Linked DNA regions of Triticum aestivum: region 2 is linked to region 1. The links are chromatin contacts, called in public Hi-C maps. All regions are on one chromosome and are shown on one strand. The core of a region is the stretch at or near the end of the contact, and the rest is flanking DNA. Distances in the headings are between cores, read along the strand shown. Region 1 holds the start of LOC123079746 (transcription initiation factor TFIID subunit 12b). Region 2 holds the start of LOC123079747 (probable mannose-1-phosphate guanylyltransferase 3).

Region 1 (5,504 bases), core at 1,623-4,122:
ACTGAACATGCATTTTTCCTGAAAACATTAATCACATCTCGCCAACGATATACTCCCTCCGTTCCAAAATAGATGACTCAACTTTGTACTAACTTTAGTACAAAGTTGGGTCATCTATCGTTCCAAAATAGATGACTCAACTTTGTACTAACTTTAGTACAAAGTTGGGTCATCTATTTTGGAACGGAGGGAGTATAAGTTAAAATGCATGTTCCCAGAAAAGGCGAAGCCGTTAATTACCTGTGCAACCAAGTCTTGTATTTTTCTCTTCCCAAGAAGTTGGTTAGTTCCTTCTGCTCCTTGACTTCCACTTCCACCAGCCATAGTCCCCCCTGACAAAGGCGTGCCCGGCTGCGATCCTGTCAAGTTTGCAGACTTCTGGGAGCCAGATGCTGACATCCTTGGAGATTGTTGCTGTTGCTGCTGCTGAAGCTGCTGCATAATGTGCTGCTGTTGCAACAACTGCTGGGCATTGAGATGCGGTGAATGCTGTTGTTGGGCTTGTGCAATCTGGTGTGGAGTCAGTCCTTTCTGAAGTTGTTGCATCAATAGCATCCTTTGCTGCTGCTGAATTTGATGTTGAGATGGCGAGGCCAAAGATGATTGCATTTGCTTCAACCACTGCTGCTGTTGTTGCGAAGGTGACATTTGCATCATCTGCCCATTCTGTGACACTCCAGGCAGTTGTGAGTTTAATCCTGTGATCGATGCTGTTCTCGACAAGCCTTGAGCAACTCCCTTCTGATAAATGGACCGATATCAAATTTAGGTTGTGGTCCTTGGCAAAAAGAAACTACCGCAAAACATGAAAGCCTTTGCAAAACCGAGACAAACAAGTGACTATGGCAGCATGCAACATGTGGATAGCAGATGAGATAAACCCTGGCTATGAGAACTCATACTCGTGTAACATGGAGCACAAAAAAACATGAGTAAGCACACACAATATCTCAACTTCTGTTTGGTTCATTCCTTGTGCCATAAGAATTTCATATTGCCCCGTAACACTGAATAAAATGCGGCAGAGATATTGGTTATTGCCTCGGACGATCTTCCAAGAACCTTTTGCTTAATCATAGCATCCAAACACTAGAACCACCACGAGGCCATGGACAGATATTACACCCAACATACTTGAGAAAAGAATGCAAGGGAACCCAAGATAATTACTTTCGCTTATACAGATCAAAAGTCATTAGAGGTACCTGCGGAGATAGTGCAGCTTGCTGCGACGCTTGCTGCGGCCTCATTTGGGCCTGGGCAAAGCGTTGTTGAGCATATGGAATAGTTCCATTTGGTCTCATCTGGTTCATCCCCAAAGTACCCATGACTCCCATGGATTGCATCCCTTGCAACGCTTGAGCTGCGTTGGCAGTATTAAATTGTGCACCTTGTACCATGCCTTTTTGCCTTGGCTGCAGTAACAGGAAAGGTTAGTTACACTGCAAGGCTTATAACCAGCTGCAGGTAGACAGCAAAGACAAGAGTTACAAAATACTAGTGTTAAAAAATGGAAGACCTTACTCTGGGGCTAGAAATTTGGTCTTTATTTATTTATGAGCATCTAGTCTTGAATTCTTACAAACATAACGACCAACATTTACTATTCGAATGAGTTGCCAGGAGATTCTAGGTGTAAACGAGATGTTCACTTTTATTTAATTTGCAATGCACCATCGCACCCAATAGGTGACATCCTTCCCTCTCTCCATGCCATGGGAGCAACAAATGACTTTAAACGAATTCAAAATTCCGGATCCATGAACCATTTATTTTTACCCCATCTGGACACCGATACAATCTTCAAAATACAACTTTGATTATTAGTTTCTATTATAATATGCTATCTATTTATCAAATACAACATGGTTGTGCATCGTGGTATTTTTGGAGGCAGATGCCGACGAGTACACTAAAAAGTTTTAACCAGACTCACATCACACGTAAATAGCTATATGATTTTCAATCCTATTCTTGCACATTTAATTTTATCCAGACATTTGGATGGATTACCTATAAGATGATAAAAAACTGCCTCCATGTATGAATGTTACACAAACACAAATGCAGCGATAAGAAAACAAGCAATGGCTAACCACAATTAATCGTGATCTTCCGAGAAAAAATGATTTATAATTAAAGGCGTAGTTTTCCCTCTTGTTAAAAGTGGCATTTATGCATGATAAGGCTAATGTGTGATATTCAGATCAATTATGCCCCAAACCCCAACTTCACCTGTGCCATCATTTGTGACTGGAGCCCGTAGTGTGCAGCAGAAGCCGCGCTGCCCTGCCCTTGCATCATCCCCAGCTGCCCCTGACCAAGCATTGCAGCGCGGGCCGCCAGCTGCTGCTGCTGCCCCAGCTGCGCTCCGCCACCTGAGAAGCTCATCTGCCCTCCGTACATCCTGGCCGTTGCCGCGGAGTATTGTGGAAGCTGGCTGACAGCGGCGAGGCGGGAAGCCGAACCCGAGCGCTGGATCTGGCCGTAGCCTCCGGCGCCGGCCACTGCCTGCGTGGGCGAAGGCGCCTGCAACTGCTGCGGACGAGGCGGGAAGTCCGCGGACCCTCCGCCCGCAGCTGCCGCGGCTGGATCGAGCTGCGGGGAGGAGATGACGGAGAGGTCGGAGACGGTGGGGGAGGGCGGGATTTGGGGGGACAGGAGGGAGTTAGGGTTGGAGTTTTGCGGGGCGGAGGCTGAGCCGCCGAGCTGGTCGGGCTGCGGCGAGGCGATGGCGGCCACGGACGGCGGATCCGCCATGGCGGGCGGGGTGTAGGGTTTCCGCGGGCGGCGGTGGCCGGAGACGACGCGGGGTGGACGGTCGCGTGGAGGGCCGGGGAGTAGGTGCCGGTCGTGTGGGACAGTTTGACGTGTGCGCGTAGTCTTTTCCTGATCGAGTCAGAAAGTATTTGGGTCACTGACAGGTTGGCCCACGCGATCGTTTTTCCTTTCAGAGCACCAGCCATACGCATGACACGCAAATCCATAGACGCTCACCGTCTTCCTTGGTGGTGTACCTTTAGTTATTTTTCGAGAAAGCAAGCGTGCGTGTATACCCTTTCTGTTTATGTTTCGGTGAAATGGCTTACCACACTTGCTGCTTAGAGCATTACTAGTAGAACTCTCAAACCCTCAAATCTTTAAAGCAGTTTTAAGAGTTGAGAAGTGCCACTTTTTAACACTTTTAAGGGTTGAAAAACAGGGGCAAATACTAGAACCCTTAAACTTAACCCTTAAACTGCTTTAAGGATTAGATTTGAGGGTTCTAGTCTTTGCCTCGACCCCAACCTTTAAATCTATCATTTGACATCTCATAATTTATGACAACAAGAACACAATCAACTTCCAAACAAACTACCAAATGACAATCATTGATGCATGGTTTAATAGTTTACATTACAAAATCATCATCTTCCTCCTCTCATCGGCACCATCACCAAAAAGTTGCACCTCGGCGCCATCTCCTAGACCACAAGCGGGCTCCATCAAGCATCTCCATCGGCACCGGTGGAGTCGTACACACCGCCATCACCACAACTACTCATCGGAGTGTCACCTCAAAAAGTAGAGGACGCAACACGGAACATCCTCTTCCTCTCTGCGATGTCCTCCTTGGTGTCCTTCCACCATTGCAATTGGTCTTGATCCATGTCCTTCTTGGACATCATAATGTGCTCTTTCTCTTCCACCATGAGTTCTTTCCATACCTTTGCCTCTTTGAGCTTGATCATCCTCTCCTCCAACTCGGCCGTGCGCTTTGCTTCTTCACGCTTTGCTTCAACTTGTGCAAGCTTGACCTCTTTCTTCTTCTCGGTGATAAGAAGTTTCGTCTCCAATGTCTTCGTTGTCAATTCCTCTCTTGCCTTCATCATGTGGTCCATCTTCTCCCTTAGGCTTGACGCCTCTTCTTCCATCTTCACCCTTAGCTTGCCCTTCTTGGTTCCCTCGGGCTTGCCCAAGTTCCTCTCCTCCTCATCTTCACTATCATCCATCCTTAGCATTCCCGACTTCTTGGGTGCGGTCTCTTGATCCCTCAACTTCCACTTGTCAAAGGTTTGAAGAATTGACCAAACATGCTTAAATGGGAATGGCTTGCCCTTGGAAGCGGCCATCTCCTTGTACCTCATGCCGGCAATTGTCTCCTATCAACCACACATAAATCACATAAGAACCCACCGATAGCATAGTGCACACACATAATCAAAATAGTGAAGAAATATGTACTCACATAGTCGCTCTCCACGGTTCCACTAGGTGGTGCATCCCTCACTTGGTCCATGGCCGCACTCCAACGAGCACAAGCGGGCTTGATCAACTCCCACCGGCCTTGAAGCGACCGGAAAGTGCGATGGATGAACCCACTATTCTTCGGCTTGATCCTACAATAGACGTCCTCGATCCTTTGCCAATACCGTTTACCGGTTTGATCGGTGCCGGTGGTTGCATCCATTCCCACAGCCGCCCAAGCACGAACCAAGAGGACATCTTCCGGCTCGGTGTAGTTTGTCGACCGCGCGTGTGGGCGGGAAGCGGCGGTGAATGCCTCCTCCCCTATCTCGGCCACCTCCTCCTCGTCATCCCCTTCATCCTCCTCATCTTCCTCCTTTTCCTCCAAGTCGTCACCAACCCTAAAGGGGTCTAGGGGCGGAGCTCCGAGGTCCACCTCCGCGTTTTGGAGGAGGTCCATGAACGAGGATGGGGTTGCCATTTCCTCGAACACCTCGTGCGCGGCGGGAGGAGGTTCGGCGACGGCGGCGGGCGGGGCCGCGGGCTTGTTCCGCTGCGCGGGCTTCTTCCGCGGCTTGGTCACGGCCGGGGACGAGCCGGCGACCTTGGAGGCCGCCCCTCGCGGCCCATGAGAGGCCGCCTTCGGCCGGCTCTTCTTGGTGGCCGGGGCGGGCGCCGGGGCGGTGACGGTGGCCGGGGCGGGAGCCAGGGAGGCGGCAGGAGGAGGTGCGAGGCCCGCCCGCCGCCGCTTGGCCCCGACGTGGGTCGCCGCCACCACGTCGGCCACAGTCGGGTGGGCGGGGGCGGGGGCGGGCGCCGGGGTGGGCGAGGCGGGTGGGGCGGGCGTGGCGGGCGGGGGTGCCGCGGCGGCGGGGCCCTCCATGGCCGGCGCGGCAGGAGGCGGCGGGAGGCGGCGGGAGGAGGAGGCCGGGAGGAGGAGGCAGTTGGCTCCCGCGCGAGAGAGGAGGAGAAGTGCGGGTTGGGGGAGATTTTCCTCTCAACCCCTACTTCTTCAGGTTGCAAAGTGGTTTGAGGGTTGGACCTTTAATTTTTTTTACGGGTTTGAGGGTTTAGAGGTTCTAGTCTACGGCGTTTTTTCAGCGAAAACTGTAAAAAAACGGTTATTTTTAGGGGTTTGAGGGTTTGAGGGCTCTACTAGTAATGCTCTTAGTACTCTTACTAGAAGTGAAAGTGCGCTTTGCTGTGTCGTTGAATTTCAGTAACCAATTGAGTGCAGTACACAACCATCAGGGAATTCGGAAATTTTGGATATTGTA
Region 2 (5,262 bases), core at 12-2,511, 170 kb after region 1:
CGGTGGAAAAATGATCGTTGGTAGCTGCCCATGCGAACGAATTGTTCGGTGGGTGGGAGGGGGGGAGGGTGGTCCTCCCCAACAAGCGAGGTGAACCCACTGAGACAAACCCAACAACTCAACTAGTCAACCAATTGCCCCTCTTCCTTTAATCTATAAATTTTGTGTATCCTCCTGCATTCCATGTTCAATTTCTCTTGATATCGCGCACGACATGAATTATCGCCCCTCAAATTGGATGTTCTTCAAATTAAACATTTTTGTGTATTTTTAAATTTTAATATGGATGTGTACATACACTACAACAAATTTATCTTCTGGTTTGAAATCATGGCTATATTCATCATGGAGAAATAGATTGTGTATCCCATACATCAACTCTATTAAATGTCGAGGATTGCACTGTTTTTCTCTTTTGTATATGCTTATATTTCCGCAACAGATTTTACAAGATCATTTTATGGGTGACGTAGGGACCATATGCAGATAAGATATGATTTTATCCTCTCCACATTTATTGTGTATCACATAGACATAAATCTTGTCATAACGCACATAGACATAAGCTAAAAAATGACGTCACAATGGAGCACGGAAAAGAGGCGTTGGATGATACTGCCTCTACCTAAATATATAGGGTCTAATACATTTTTTAAGGTTGCGTTTAGCCATCGGTTAGACCAACACTGTATGATGTTTACGTTACCGTCAAATTTGTTCCCGATGATATAATTTTGTTTATGTTATACATCTCATATACTATCTCCATACCAAAATATTATTTAATCTCATTTACTAGCCTAAAAAACGTCTTACATTTTGATATGAAGGTAATATTATTTAATCTTATCATTGGTCAAGACATCCTTAAAAAATGTACTGTGCTTTTTTTTTTGAACAAAAATGTACTTCTACTGTATTAGGTCTTATATATATTTGGATGGAGGGGAGTGGTGTGTGTGCAAGAGGGTGCGTCGAGTTCGGGTGAGGAGGTGATTCGTCATTTTTTTCTTCGATGACTGTTGTGATTGTGTCGGAGGCAGGTGACGGGCGTGGTGTCAAGCTCAGAGATGTTATGCTATCTTTTCAGTTTTGTTATGTCGGTCTTTACGTGACTTGTACTTTTGATCTTTATGATATGAACGAGACACATATTACCATGTAAAAAAAAAGTGAGCGCGAGCTTATTTATTTTTTATGATCCTTTTATGTTGATATGATCCGATCCTTAATCTCTCGTGGTCTATTGCGACGGATTTCCCTATATAAAGGCGACCCTGACGCTGGTATTTCCCCGTGCCAACCCAAGCCCCCGAGCCCTTCACCTTGGCAGTCTGGTACCCGGGGTACCACTGGCATATTCTCTTCCCGGTCTTGGCGAGGGGGCAAGAAACAGGCGACCGACCGGCCAAAACAAGCTCGCTCGGCGCTGCTTCCGAATCTGACCCCGTCGGCTCCTCCTCATCCAGGTGATCCCCCCTCCCTCAGATTCTCCTCCAATCCCCTCCCCTCCCAGTCGGTTCCGGGTTGATCTGGCTCCCCGCAGATCGGTGCCACTGTGAGTGTGATTTTAATCCTGTTTACGGCGCCTGGCCTGCAGGGATCAGAGGGGAGGAAGAAGGGGGACGCCTCGCCATGAAGGCGCTCATCCTCGTCGGGGGCTTCGGGACCCGCCTCCGGCCTCTCACGCTCAGCTTCCCCAAGCCCCTCGTCGATTTCGCCAACAAGCCCATGATTCTGCACCAGGTAGACAGACGGCTGCGCTTGATAGAGATTGTGTAGTATGGTGCTGTGAGTCAGTGAGTTGTGTGCGAGTTAATCCTACTGCTGTTGCGCATCATTCGCCTTACCGCAACAACAATAGCTAAACTTCAAACCCTTAGTAGTCATGTAGATGATGCTTTAACTTTTATAGCCAATTGCCATTAGTAGCATTTCAATGTGTTCAGTTCAGAGTTCTGATGGGAGCTAAGAAATCTTTCGCCCTGCAAACGTTAATCAATTCCCTTGCTAGCTTAGGTGGTTGCAAAATTGCTGTGTGCGCGTGCCTGGGAAAAAACTTTGTGTGTCACCATCAGGATTTCCCCTTCTTCTCTTTTTGTCACAAATGCAGAACAATTTGTGCAAAGTCGAGGAAAGGAAATTTTATTGATTAAAACCTGCCAATTTGTGCAGATTGAAGCCTTGAAAGATGTCGGTGTTACAGAGGTTATTTTAGCCATCAACTACCGCCCAGAGGTAAAACACGAGATAATTTGTCTTTGCTGTTCTTTCATGGAGTTATTTGTATTTAACTTCGGAGTCCGACTGTTGTGCTTTATCTATTTCAGGTCATGATTAATTTCTTGAAGGATTTTGAGGATAAGCTTGGCATCACAATCACATGCTCCCAAGAGACTGAACCCTTGGGAACTGCTGGCCCTCTTGCCCTGGCAAGGGACAAGCTCGTGGATGGATCTGGTGAGCCGTTCTTTGTCCTCAACAGTGATGTCATAAGTGAATACCCATTTGCCGAGCTCATACAGTTTCACAAGAGCCATGGCGGTGAGGCAACAATTATGGTCACTAAGGTAACTCCTTATTTTTACCACTCTCTTTTGTAATCAACTCATGTATGTATGCTGACTGCCCCTTAAATATAGGTGGATGAACCTTCGAAATATGGAGTTGTGGTTATGGAGGACACAACTGGAGTTGTGGAAAGATTTGTAGAGAAGCCAAAAATATTTGTAGGCAACAAGATCAATGCTGGAATTTACCTGTTAAATCCGTCTGTCCTGGACCGCATCGAGTTAAAGCCAACTTCAATCGAGAAAGAGGTCTTTCCGCGAATTGCTGCTGATCAGAAGCTCTACGCCATGGTTCTTCCAGGTTTTTGGATGGATATTGGCCAGCCAAGGGACTACATTACTGGCTTGCGTCTTTATCTAGATTCACTCAGGAAGAAGTCAGCTGCCAAGCTGGCCGCCGGAGCACATATTGTGGGGAATGTCCTGGTGCACGACAGCGCCAAGATTGGGGAGGGTTGCCTGATTGGTCCTGATGTCGCTATTGGACCTGGATGCGTCGTGGAGGATGGTGTGAGGCTCTCCCGATGCACGGTGATGCGTGGTGTGCGCATTAAGAAGCATGCGTGCATCTCAAACAGCATTATCGGCTGGCATTCGACGGTCGGACAATGGGCACGCATAGAGAATATGACGATCCTGGGAGAAGATGTACATGTAGGTGACGAGGTCTACAGCAATGGCGGTGTTGTTCTCCCGCACAAAGAGATCAAGTCAAGCATCCTGAAGCCTGAGATCGTCATGTGAGCTCACCGCTCACAAGTGCTTTTAGGAACGATGTTGTGCGTTCTAGTGCATACTGTAAACAGCTTAATATATGTGGAACTTGTGAGACTTGTTAAACTGATGAGAATGTATGTGCATTAGTCATTTCCAGTGTTGTTTCCCATGAAGATCCACTTCCAGCTTTAGTATAGCGTTGTGGGGATATCAGCCTGTTTACTTTATTTTCTCCGACACAGAAAGAATAAATAAGAACAATGCCTTTGAAGGTGAAATTTGATGAGTATGAAGGTCCTGATTCTGATAGTATGGTATGTGCTATTAGCCTTGCAGCAAAAGGATATGAACAGCATTCTGAAACTCGGTTTCTGAAAGTTTTGCGTAGGCTGCAAACGTGGTCGATGGGGTATTGCTCGATTCTGCCGCTGAAAAATCAGTTACTGCCATGGGTACAGCAGCTGGATGAGTATCGAACGCTAGTTTGCTCATCCTGTTGTGCTGGGATTCTTTTGCACTTTTGTCACTTCATCTGTCAATTTTCTTATGACCAAAGACTGGATGGGCTGTGGATACGAATGTTCTTGTGCAGGCATCTCCATCAAACAAATCGAAGTGGCTTACTTCTGCAATAGCAGACACGAAGATGAGAAGATGTAAACCGCTCTAGGCCATGCTACTTGTCCTTCTGTGTGCCTCTTGTGATTCTGTGGACGGGACTGGTCAGATTTTCCTCCATATAAGTTAGACCACTGAGAAAGGGTTAGGCTTGGCCACGAGAGCGTTAATATGGAATGCGGCTGTGTAAATTTGTGCAGGTCGCTTTCATTTTTTGTAAAATGCACACAAATGCATACTCGCTATAATTGCCAGGAAGATCTGAGATTTGGCTGACTGGTGAGAACTGAAATTATATCACTTTCAGAGTTTCGGTTGCAAGTCATTGTCTACGGATTCTTGAGATAAGAGCTGTTGGATATCAGTATGCTTTTACCTAGAGACCTTTGTAATGCCTGACAATAGGTAGATAGTTTTGTCTCACACAATCGTTGTGCTCGCCCATTGCCAAGCCACCATTTCTGTTTGGATTAAATTAACGTAGTAGCACAGCATCCGTATATGCAACTTTTTGTGATATGGTCCAGCGTCGATTTTTCTATTTTTGACGAGTGTCCGGTGTGCCATATTAACTGGGCAAAATGAGTTAATCAACAGCAAGACTCCCTACCAGGAACCAAGTTATCATTGGCCCGAAACACTGAAGCATGACTCTGATATTTAAGACTTCATGGAACTTGCCACCATTGCCCATCTATTCTCTGGAATTAGCAGTCTATTGCTATGTAGTCTGCTTGAAACATCAGTTGGTATATAACCAGACAGGACCAAACAACGCTAGGTACAGACAGAGCTCCTACAAATCTAATCAAGATGAAGCGAGGAGCCAAAACATCACAAGGGCAGATGTGGCACTAAGCGCCCAGGAAAGGAATGCAAACGCGGTCGCGAGCTCAAATGTCCCACACGGGAGATGCGGGTCCCTGCTGCAGAAGTACGCATCCTTGTCGAAGAGAACAACGACGCCTCCTGCTGAGCATGAAGCGGCGAATGACAGGATCGACGTCACCTGCATCATAGAGAATGATCGCCTCAGTACTTCAGAAGGAATATCTAGTTGAAATATCAGAGGCATAACATGTTCTCATTGAATGTGTCAAAAATGTAAATTAATGTCAACTGCAGAATGTGAAAGATCTAGGTCCTTATTTTTGAGGAATGATGGGCCTAGGTCCGTTTTTTTTAGGAAAGATGAGCCTAAAAAACTGAATTGCAGTCCATAAAAAGACTTCAAGCACTTGTAATTGATTTTCAGGTCTGCCTCAAATTGGTCCTAATTAACTGGATGGTGGCCTTAAAGTATATTATATTATATTAACTGAAACTAATAAAACAAGATTCAACTTCACCAACATAT

What was found. A called contact is a pair of places that touch in the nucleus more often than the background predicts.
Region 2: a contact with region 1 is called in a Hi-C map of leaf, with 3 times the contacts expected there. The contact joins the promoter of LOC123079747 here to the promoter of LOC123079746 in region 1. A contact is called at or near these places in 3 of 5 Hi-C or Micro-C datasets (all in leaf).

The regions. Positions count from the first base shown.
Region 1 is chr3D:469,750,645-469,756,148 of IWGSC CS RefSeq v2.1, forward strand. It overlaps LOC123079746 (transcription initiation factor TFIID subunit 12b), which reads right to left and starts at 2,873. Exons shown (of 8, transcript XR_006438104.1): 1 at 2,236-2,873; 2 at 1,206-1,415; 3 at 241-741.
Region 2 is chr3D:469,923,873-469,929,134 of IWGSC CS RefSeq v2.1, forward strand. LOC123079747 (probable mannose-1-phosphate guanylyltransferase 3) reads left to right here and starts at 1,262. Exons shown (of 5, transcript XM_044502546.1): 1 at 1,262-1,469; 2 at 1,601-1,746; 3 at 2,176-2,238; 4 at 2,331-2,570; 5 at 2,643-3,596. The coding sequence starts at 1,636. The coding sequence ends at 3,314. It overlaps LOC123079748 (CASP-like protein 5B1), which reads right to left. Exons shown (of 2, transcript XM_044502547.1): 2 at 4,533-4,914. The coding sequence ends at 4,714.